Linked DNA regions of Zea mays: region 1 is linked to region 2. The links are chromatin contacts, called in public Hi-C maps. All regions are on one chromosome and are shown on one strand. The core of a region is the stretch at or near the end of the contact, and the rest is flanking DNA. Distances in the headings are between cores, read along the strand shown. Region 1 holds the start of pht2 (phosphate transporter protein2). Region 2 holds the start of LOC100217218.

Region 1 (4,754 bases), core at 872-3,371, 230 kb before region 2:
ACTTGTTACAGGGGGTGAGGGGGGTGTGTCGGCCAATGCGGAAGCACATGGAGCAAGCAAAGGTAGGCGTGTGTTTGACGATGAGGGCACAGCGTCATGCGATGGATCGTGTCGTTTTAAACTAAATTAAAATATGAACTGTTGCATTTAGTTTAGTGATTTTGAATTTAGATTATTTGTATGAACTGCTAATATATATAATATTTGTGGACTAGATGATGCAATGGAGCTGGAGTTGCTGTACGTAAGGTTGGATATAATAAATACAAGCGTGTAAGTTCACTTACTTTCCCGCCTATAACACACATGCACCTGTACGAACTACTTCTGCACAGCAAAGCATCGGCAGGCTTGAACCGGCGCGCCTTGTCTTCCCAGTCGGGCCCCAGGATGGAGGACCCGTGTGCACGCGTCGCCATGTTCGATTCTACACCATCTGGGTCCCCGACGGCCGCACCGCGCGGGTGCCGACGGCGTCGTCCTCGGCGTCGTCAGCCTCCCCGGACATCTCCTCGAGCGACTTACCCTTGGACTCCGGCACGAGGAAGGTGAGGATAAAGCCAAGCAAGTTGGAGGCAGCGAGGACGAAGAGCGAATTGCGTACGCCGATGCCCGCGGGGTACCCGGCGTCCGCCTTGCTCTTGTCCTGGTTCTGCGCCGCGTACAGGAACCCAAAGGCCCCGATGATGGCGCCGGCCTTCCCCGAGGCGGCGGAGATGCCGTGGCATGTGGACCGCAGCCGCGCCGGGAAGATCTCGGCCGGCACGATGAAGGTGGTGCTGTTGGGGCCGAAGTTTGCGAAGAAGAAGGTGAAGGCGTACATGACGACGAAGCCGATGTGGTTGCCGGGCGTGGTCCAGTGGTGGTAGGGGATGGCGAGGCCGAGCATGAAGACGGTCATCATGAAGAAGCCGAGCAGCTGGATGGCGAAGCGGCCGACGACGTCGATGAGCGCGACGGTGAACCAGTAGCCCGGGACGGTGCCGCAGAGCGCGATGAGCGTCTGGGCGCGGGAGATGCGGAACACCTCCTCCAGCGCGCTCATGGTGTTGGCCTTGGGGATCCAGTTGATGCTGGTGAAGATGTCCTTCTGGAACAGGTTCTGGCTGTAGAAGGCGATGTCGAGCAGGAACCACGTGGTGGAGGTGCCGACGAGGTGGAGCCCGTGGCGGCGCGCGAACTCCCTGGAGAAGAGGCCGAAGGTGTTGCTCTCGGCGGTGACCATCTCGTCCAGCTTCTCCTGCTCGTCGACGATCTCCGTCTGGAGCACCCTGGACATGTCGGCCGCGGCCTGCTTGGCGTTCTTGGCCACGAGCGCGGTGTAGCGCGCCGTCTCGGGCATCTTCATCCGCCAGTAGTAGGTGAGCATCGCCGGCGCGGCGCCCAGGATGAGGATGATGCGCCACACGTAGTCGGCCTGCGGCACGGTGGAGTTGAAGTGGTCGTCCCTGTACGCCGGGGCCGGGTACCCCGCGCGGAAGGCGGCGGAGATGACGAGCGTGACAATGCCGCCGGCGAGGATGCCGAAGCCCTGCATGGCGAAGACGGCCGCGATGAAGGCGCCGCGGGTCTTCTTGTTGGCGTACTCGGACATGATGGTCGCCGACAGCGGGTAGTCCCCGCCGATGCCGAACCCGAGCCAGAAGCGGAAGAAGCAGAGCGTGGCCATGACCCCCGTGGGCGTGTGGCCGAACGAGAGGCCCGACGCGACGGAGCAGATGACCATGAGCATGAGCGTCATCCCGTACACGCTCTTGCGCCCGAGCTTGTCCCCGAGCCAGCCGAAGAAGAGCTGGCCGGCCAGCGTGCCGCAGAAGGCGACGCCGTTGACAGCCGCGGCGACGTTGGGCGGCAGCGAGCCCGGGTTGTCCTTGCTGGTGTCCGTGTAGTAGATGCGCCCCAGCAGCTTGGTGACGAGGGAGATGCAGAAGAGGTCGTAGGCGTCCGTGAAGAAGCCCATGCCGGCGACGATGATGGCCGTGAAGTGGTACCACTGCGTCTTCGCCGCGTCCAGCGCGCTGAGCACCTGCAGGCCGTCCCCGCCGCGCGCCATGGCGGATGCTATAGCCGGCTAGCTGCCCTGCAATGCAACGACAAGCGCGGTGGTCCGTGGTGGTGTTGGTGTGCACAAATGGCGCGGCCGGACACGGATATATATGCAGTCTGCTGCTCGGTCCGCGGATCCTCCTAGGCGGAATATTTTACTCTGCTTGTGGGTGGCCGCTGGCCGCTGGCGCCCGCCGTTTAGTTTAGACTAGGAAGTCGGGTGTCACTGTGTCAGCCTGCCTGCATGCGGCCGGCGACGACTGGGATGGGCATGGGAATGGGATGGCTCATGGCTGGCATGACCGTACTCGCACGCACGCGTTTGCTCGAGTTGCTCGCGCGCCCGCACCGATCACAATCAGTTTGACAACAGAAAAGAAGATGCTTTCATCCTTTTTTTATTTTTATTTACGTCGATTCCTATTGTCTGAATTTGAAATTGAATTCACCCCGTGTGTGGCGTCATCCAGACATCCAGTTGATTACTACGATGAGTGTGAGGTGTGGACGCAGCTAGTACTTGTGAATACAGTAGCAGGCTAAGAGCATCTCCACTCTTCATTTTTTCTCTCTATTTGACTATCTATTTACATTTTCATAAAGACTACACTCTATATATAGCATCTCAGCCCAACAGACTATCTATCTAGTTTGGCTAGTCAGGTGGCTAACCAAATTTAGCTAGTGAGAGAGACAATTTACAGAGTCAGATAACTTGCTAGTCAAATAGCTAGTCTGTTGGAGATTTAATTTACTATTGAGTAGCTAAAATTTGGTTTGACGAGTTATTTAGTTAGTCTCTTGGAGATGCTCTAAAGCTAGCAGCACACATCATCGTCGACGACTTGGCGTCTCCCCTAAGCGTGCAGCGCTAGGCAGCAAATTCAACGGATACTGGCCTTAGAAAAGCAGTGGATATCGTTGCAACATGAATTTCTCAACTTCAACTACCATTGACAAGTTTACAAGAACATAGCTTCTCTGGGTCATGCAAACATTATGTTGAGCACTATATTTGGCATCTGGACACGACTGGACGGTCCGTCTATGTGACCCACACGGCCCGTGTCCCGAACAGTTTGACACCCAGGCACGACCGGACGGTCCGACTATGTGGCCCGAACGGTCCGCGCCTTGAATAGTCTGCGGGTATAGTTTGGATGGTCCACGATTAGATTAACTCGATCGAAATGTCCTTTTCCCGCGTGTGCTTATCCAACTAATCACACTAATCTATTATCATTACCTTTACATTCTTGCCTTAGGAGTAGCAGTAATTTAGTCTAGATTAGTCTTCCTCATCTCAATGTTCACCTCTCTACGACTTTACATCGTTTATAGGCGTCTTGGGTGACTTGTCGACACCAAGACAATCCTAGGATCTTTCCTCTCTTGACGCGGTCCCTTCCAAGGGCGAGATCTAGGTTCTATAGGAGATCCACAAAGCCATCTGCGCGCCTCACGTTTTTTGGCGCCCCAAAAGCGAGCCAACATGTTTTTTGGCGACTCCACTATGAAAAAGGGTGTTTAGATCTACTAAAAATCGACCCCCCACATGGCTGGTTCCAAAGATCATATCAATGTATCCAAACTCGGTGGAGGAGAGAAAGATCGCCCTCCCAATATTATATTAAGAAGAGATCAAAACATAGTATCGGCCGAGAAAATCCCTGAACCCTGGCCCCCATCACTAGCGAACTGTCACTGCCCATTCCACAACGGCCCAGCCAGAGGGTGCGCGCAGGACGTAACCCGGGTGCGGGCGAGGCACAACAAGGGGATTTTTTTACCAAGCCAGAAAATTGTCCCCGAGGGGGATCGAACCTATGACCTAGAGGTGCTACTCGGAAGTCTTAACCATTACGCTACTCATCGACGTCTCCACAAGTAACATCGTTAAGCCGACTATGGAAAGCATGCCAACCAAGGACAATAGCGGTTCAAAAATCTCATGAAGCAATGGGATGACCATGCGCTGCAACGACACGCCCAAGTGCGCAAGGAGTGAAGGAGAAATTCATGGCGCACTTCACGGTGGATCAACACCAGAAGATCATTAGGCAACGAGAAATCAAGCTCAACGCCCTCGTGTCTCTGCTCCACGACAGCGATGTAAGTAATTCCAGTGACCAATCTATTAAGCATTCTATAGAATTATAGCAACGAGATCAGTTGGAACAACGTAACGATGGGATAGAAGAAACCCTTAAAAAGCTCACACGTACATTAGAAAAATCTACTATTCCTAGTTTTCTATCCCATGATGTCATTGTAGAAACCTCGCTAGATACATCGACAACAAATGGGCCAATACAGTCCCAACCATTATATGGTATGACACTGAACTCATACCCGGGTCAACCGTTGCCTCACATCAAATGGACGCAATAGCACCTCCGGACACGACCGGACCGCCCATGTTTAATCTTGGACTGCCCGACCCTATATCATGGACTGTTCGAATGCCCATCATGGATTGTCTTACACCTCAGACCATCCGGTGCCCTAACATGGACCATCTAGCACTTCATTGACCGTCTGGTGCCCTATCACGGACCGTCTAGAATGCAGTACATAAATTGGCACCATACTGACAACATGTAGTCATACTCTACACCACAACAGCATTACCTCCCCCGCCTTTGGTCCACCAAAGCCGAAGCATTCCAACACCTAGGACAGAGTACGACCAGATGCATAGGGAAGGG
Region 2 (4,432 bases), core at 1,402-3,901:
GCGGCCCTGGGGCATCCATGGGCTCACACAACTTCCCCGCTCACCACGGGCTCAGTCTCACACGGCCCTGGGCAAGGAACACACCCCTACAACACCATCACATGAACCACAACTTAAACAACTGGCACATCACCAAGAATCAGTTGCATTTTACTTGATGCGGTACTTGTAAACGTCAAGGTCAACTACATGTAGGACTACAAGTGGCAGCTTATTTATGTACATGAACAGCCGCCTGATGTTCTCCCTAGTCAAGGTATCCGTGTCCACCACGTCGCTGTCGTCGGTGTATATCCACAGGCTGCCCGGCTTCACCTCCTCCAGGCAGGCGCGACAGAAGGGGCAGGACTTCGATTTCTCGTTCCTGTAGTGCAAAGAGCGAACGAACTTGTGTTATGACGACCCCGGCCCACCATTAGGATCATCATCACTTATAATAGCTTCGATACAGATTGTTTGAGTGAATGGTATGAATATGATAGGTTGGGAGCACGGGTAATGGAAAGGTCAGATTTGTCAGGCTTGATGATGATGATGATGATGCATCCAAAGCACAAAATATCTAGGGTGTAGTCAAATATTGGCTGAAGGGAGTGGAAGATTATCTCTAGTAAAGCACAAAATATCCAGTGGAAGATAAAGACTGGAAAAGAGAGAGCCAAGCTTATCCTGACCCAACAAAGAGGTGAGCTGAATGGAAGTGCCATTAAACCAGATTTCATCAGACCGCTTCATCTGCTACTAACCGACTATATACATTGAATCTTTTGAAGAAGAAAAAAAAACTACAACTTGAATCTTAAACGACAAGGTCAAGATAAATATTACCGCTGCACCCATGGTACTCCCTCCATAATTTTTTTCTATTTGAGGTTTTGTAGTTCATTTCCGTACTGTTTGGCGTCAATTATGAAAGGATGGAGGCAGTATAACACAAAAAATGCAGGGGTTTGCTGTTCTGACGAGAGTCATCATGCAACCAAAATGAAAGTGATGCTCCAGCCATAACTGCTCCTTGTGGTACCAAGTTACCAACTCGGAAGCAGACTACTGATTCGATAGAAAGCTCCCTACTCTTTCCTAGCATAATAATGGTATTTTCAGTTCAAGTTGCTTTGATGAACAGCCTGAATCAAGAACTTAAAATTCTGTCAAATGACTAGAGATGTAGAGATAGACCATCTGACACTCAAAAGGCTCCAAACCGACCACCTACACTGAAATTGCCTCATTCAAAAAAAACGGTGACACCAATTTTCAAAAAAGAAAAAAAGAAAACAGCACTTCATAAAGAAATATAATTCCACTAAAAACAAATTTCCCATGTTCCCCAATCCAGAGTTTCAACATTCTGCTTCAGAAAACATTATGCTTTAGAACCCACGAGAAGTACTTGACTGTAATTCTGCTTCAGAACCCGTGAGAAATAGTACTTTGCCATCCATAAGCTAACATGACCAAATTTGTGTAAATGTGGAACATAAAAAAATCAAACTTCATGCACGCTTATGGACTCGGCCAAAGATTTTAAGCTAGGAGAAAAGAGATATTACCAATCCTCAAAGCACCGCATGCAGAGCATGTGGGCACAGTCGGGCAGCACGACCTTGGGGCTAACCTCGAGGCAGATCCCGCACTCGAGCTCCCTCTCCGTGTCCACCTCCGAGAGCTGCTCATCCCTGCTCCTGAATTTCTTCAGGCAGAGCTTCCTCTGCTTCCTGTCGTCCAGCTCGGTGATGCCACTCGGAAGCTGCAGCAGCGACGGGAAAATGACGCCTGCCATTGCGCAACGCCGTCAGAACCGACAGTTAGTTGTTCGAGGAAGAGAGGAAGGGGGTGGGTTAATTACCGTAGAACTCCCTGATGCTGGCCTCCATCTCCCAATCAGGAAGCGCCGACGAGCCGTCCGCGCACACCTGCCGGAGAAACGGCAACTCAGCAAGCCAACTCGTGGAGTGAAAACCCTAATCGAGCACGGGCACGAGCTAGCAGGGTGCAAGGCGGCGATACCTTGTATAGCATAACCTTGAGGAGGCCGAGCGCGCCGGCGAGCTTGCAGTCGGTCCACTGCAGGAGGAAATGCGCGACGGCGCTGTACGCCACCCGCATCTGGATGACCGAGCCGTCGTAGTCCCTCAGGAATTCCGACGCCCTGCTCGCATCGCACAAACAAACAACCCCCGCCATCGCGAAAAAAAAGTCATTCAGTCATCCAAAAACGTCGAAGAAGAGTAAAAGATTCCGCCTTTAACGTGAGCAAGCAAAGGGAAAGGGGGCGAACAGGAAATCCCGCTCCCTGGAGGACTCACATCGCATTGGCGTGATCGATGTCGGCCTGGAGGGCCTTGATGGAGTCCTGAAACTTGCGCATCGGCGCGTTCCACTTCCACCGCCGGGGACCCCCCTCCTCCGCCTTGGTCTTCGCTTCCGTCAGTACTTGCCTCCCGCGCGGAGAGCAGAATCGCACGGAAGGGACAAAACAAACCCCGACTAAACCTCGCCGCGTCCCGCCCCTTGTGCCTAAACCCGGCGATTAGATTTGGACTGGGGCGGATTGGACTGGAACGGCTTGCTTTTGAGTTCGTTCGCCCTCCGGCCCTGGATTGGGGTTCCTATTCGTACCCTTTTTTTCGAGCTCGCTGGATTGTTCTGGCCGACTCCGAGTCCAACTCCGAACCGAGACCCTTTTGTTGCCACACTCGTGGGGGGCCGCCGGGGGCGAGACCGCGAGAGCGACGACGAGGAACAGTGTCCTTGGGTGAGCCCGCACGGCAGTGGTCCACGGGCCCCACCCACATCTCGGCACACCTGACGCTCCACGTTTTACCACTGAAAGGTGGGGTCAAATAACCACGTGGTCCCATCTGTCATTCTTTAGATAGAGGTTGCGCAGATAACTTCGTGCTGCGACGTGCCCATGCGGGTCCCACGAAAAAAAATCCCAAAAATATCCATCCTCGGCGGGTCGCTGTCACGCGCGGTCCTCGGCACGCGCAGATGGAATGATGGACAGACAGACCATCCACCCACGTCACCGACGCGCGGGGCCCGCCGGTGTCCAGGCCAACATGGCAGGTTCGCTGCCCGGATATTTATGGCAGCCCAGCCGTCCTCGACGCCGTGGGAGGAGGAAAGGGACGGAAAGAAACCAGTGGGCTCTGGTTTCCGTGAGGCGCTCGCCGACGACGCCCGCGGCCCGCCCTGGTTTGGGGGAGGTTTGGGGGGAGGGCCGGTGTGGGACCGTTGTGTCCTTATCCAAGATTCCGAGGCCATGATTGGCAGGATGGCCTGGTCCTGGTGAGGTTTCGTGACGTCTGTGGCTCAGTGGCTGAGGCTGACCCATCCACCAAGCCTGGTTGATGAATGGCGATGTCACATGTTTTCATTACCGGATAGAGATGTCAGATGGAAGTATTATAATTCAGGCCTCTGTCTTGAACCAATGATAAACGATTTTTTTTTTTGGCCAAGATTCTTTTTCATGGTACTGCCCTAGCCCCTAGTTAGCTTAACTCTTCTGCGTCCTGTAAATCGAAGGTGTTCGAAAACTATTGTATGGAATTATATAGCCATATCAATAGATTTATTGTTACGCACGTTTCTAAAAAAATACCGAACGGGTCTTGTTGGATTAATTAGCACTAAAAATTAACTGGTTACTAATATAATAATGCATACTAGTATTTTTTTAGGCCGAAAGGCCATTTAAATCCACCTGCTAATAGTTGGTCGGACAACAAATTAAAGGTACATAAAAATATTAGTATCTTTGTGTAACGACTTTAAATCGGCGAATAAGGCTAGCTAATAATTAGACATGTACAACCTAGATACTATATTGTATATACCTAAAAAAAAGCCCGTCATACAACCTAATGTATCGAAGTCTTTTATCTTATTCATACCCTCGAGATACAATTCATTTATGTGGATTGTATGGTAAAACCATATCTTTTAGACTTAGAACCGTGCTAAATACGTTTCTTCACTGAGATATATATCTTGTGTTTTTTCACTAAACTCCTTAGATACTCCTTAAGATACGAACCATTTATGTGGATTATATATACACAGGGCAATCCACGTAAATAAGTCGTGTCTTAAGAGGTTTTGATGAATAAAATATAATGCTTAAATACATTAGGTTGTATGAACAAGCTTCTTAAATATGTCTAGTATTTGGAGTACTACAATATAGTATCTACATTATATATGCCCATAGTAGGTTTGTTTGTGAGAGGCGATAGAGCTGGTTTTGTTGCACGTGACACATACGTCGAGTCTAAATCTAAACTATAAAATTTCCGAAATATTTCAACCTTGTCAATACCCTCAAGCACAAAAGTACAAAAACCTCACGAAAAAAAAACAAAGGTATACAAACCTGTGCGCCGTAGGTCCAAGCTTGCCCCTGGTATTGGTATCCAAAAAC

Evidence for each region. A called contact is a pair of places that touch in the nucleus more often than the background predicts.
Region 1: a Hi-C map of leaf shows a contact between it and region 2, with 8 times the contacts expected there. The contact joins the promoter of pht2 here to the promoter of LOC100217218 in region 2. A contact is called at or near these places in 4 of 25 Hi-C or Micro-C datasets (bundle sheath, ear, leaf and 1 more).

The regions. Positions count from the first base shown.
Region 1 is chr1:242,285,858-242,290,611 of Zm-B73-REFERENCE-NAM-5.0, reverse strand. It overlaps pht2 (phosphate transporter protein2), which reads right to left and starts at 2,121. Exons shown (of 1, transcript NM_001112346.2): 1 at 238-2,121. The coding sequence starts at 2,053. The coding sequence ends at 428.
Region 2 is chr1:242,060,266-242,064,697 of Zm-B73-REFERENCE-NAM-5.0, reverse strand. It overlaps LOC100217218, which reads right to left and starts at 2,651. Exons shown (of 5, transcript NM_001366163.1): 1 at 2,310-2,651; 2 at 2,011-2,152; 3 at 1,850-1,916; 4 at 1,554-1,776; 5 at 130-364. The coding sequence starts at 2,371. The coding sequence ends at 151.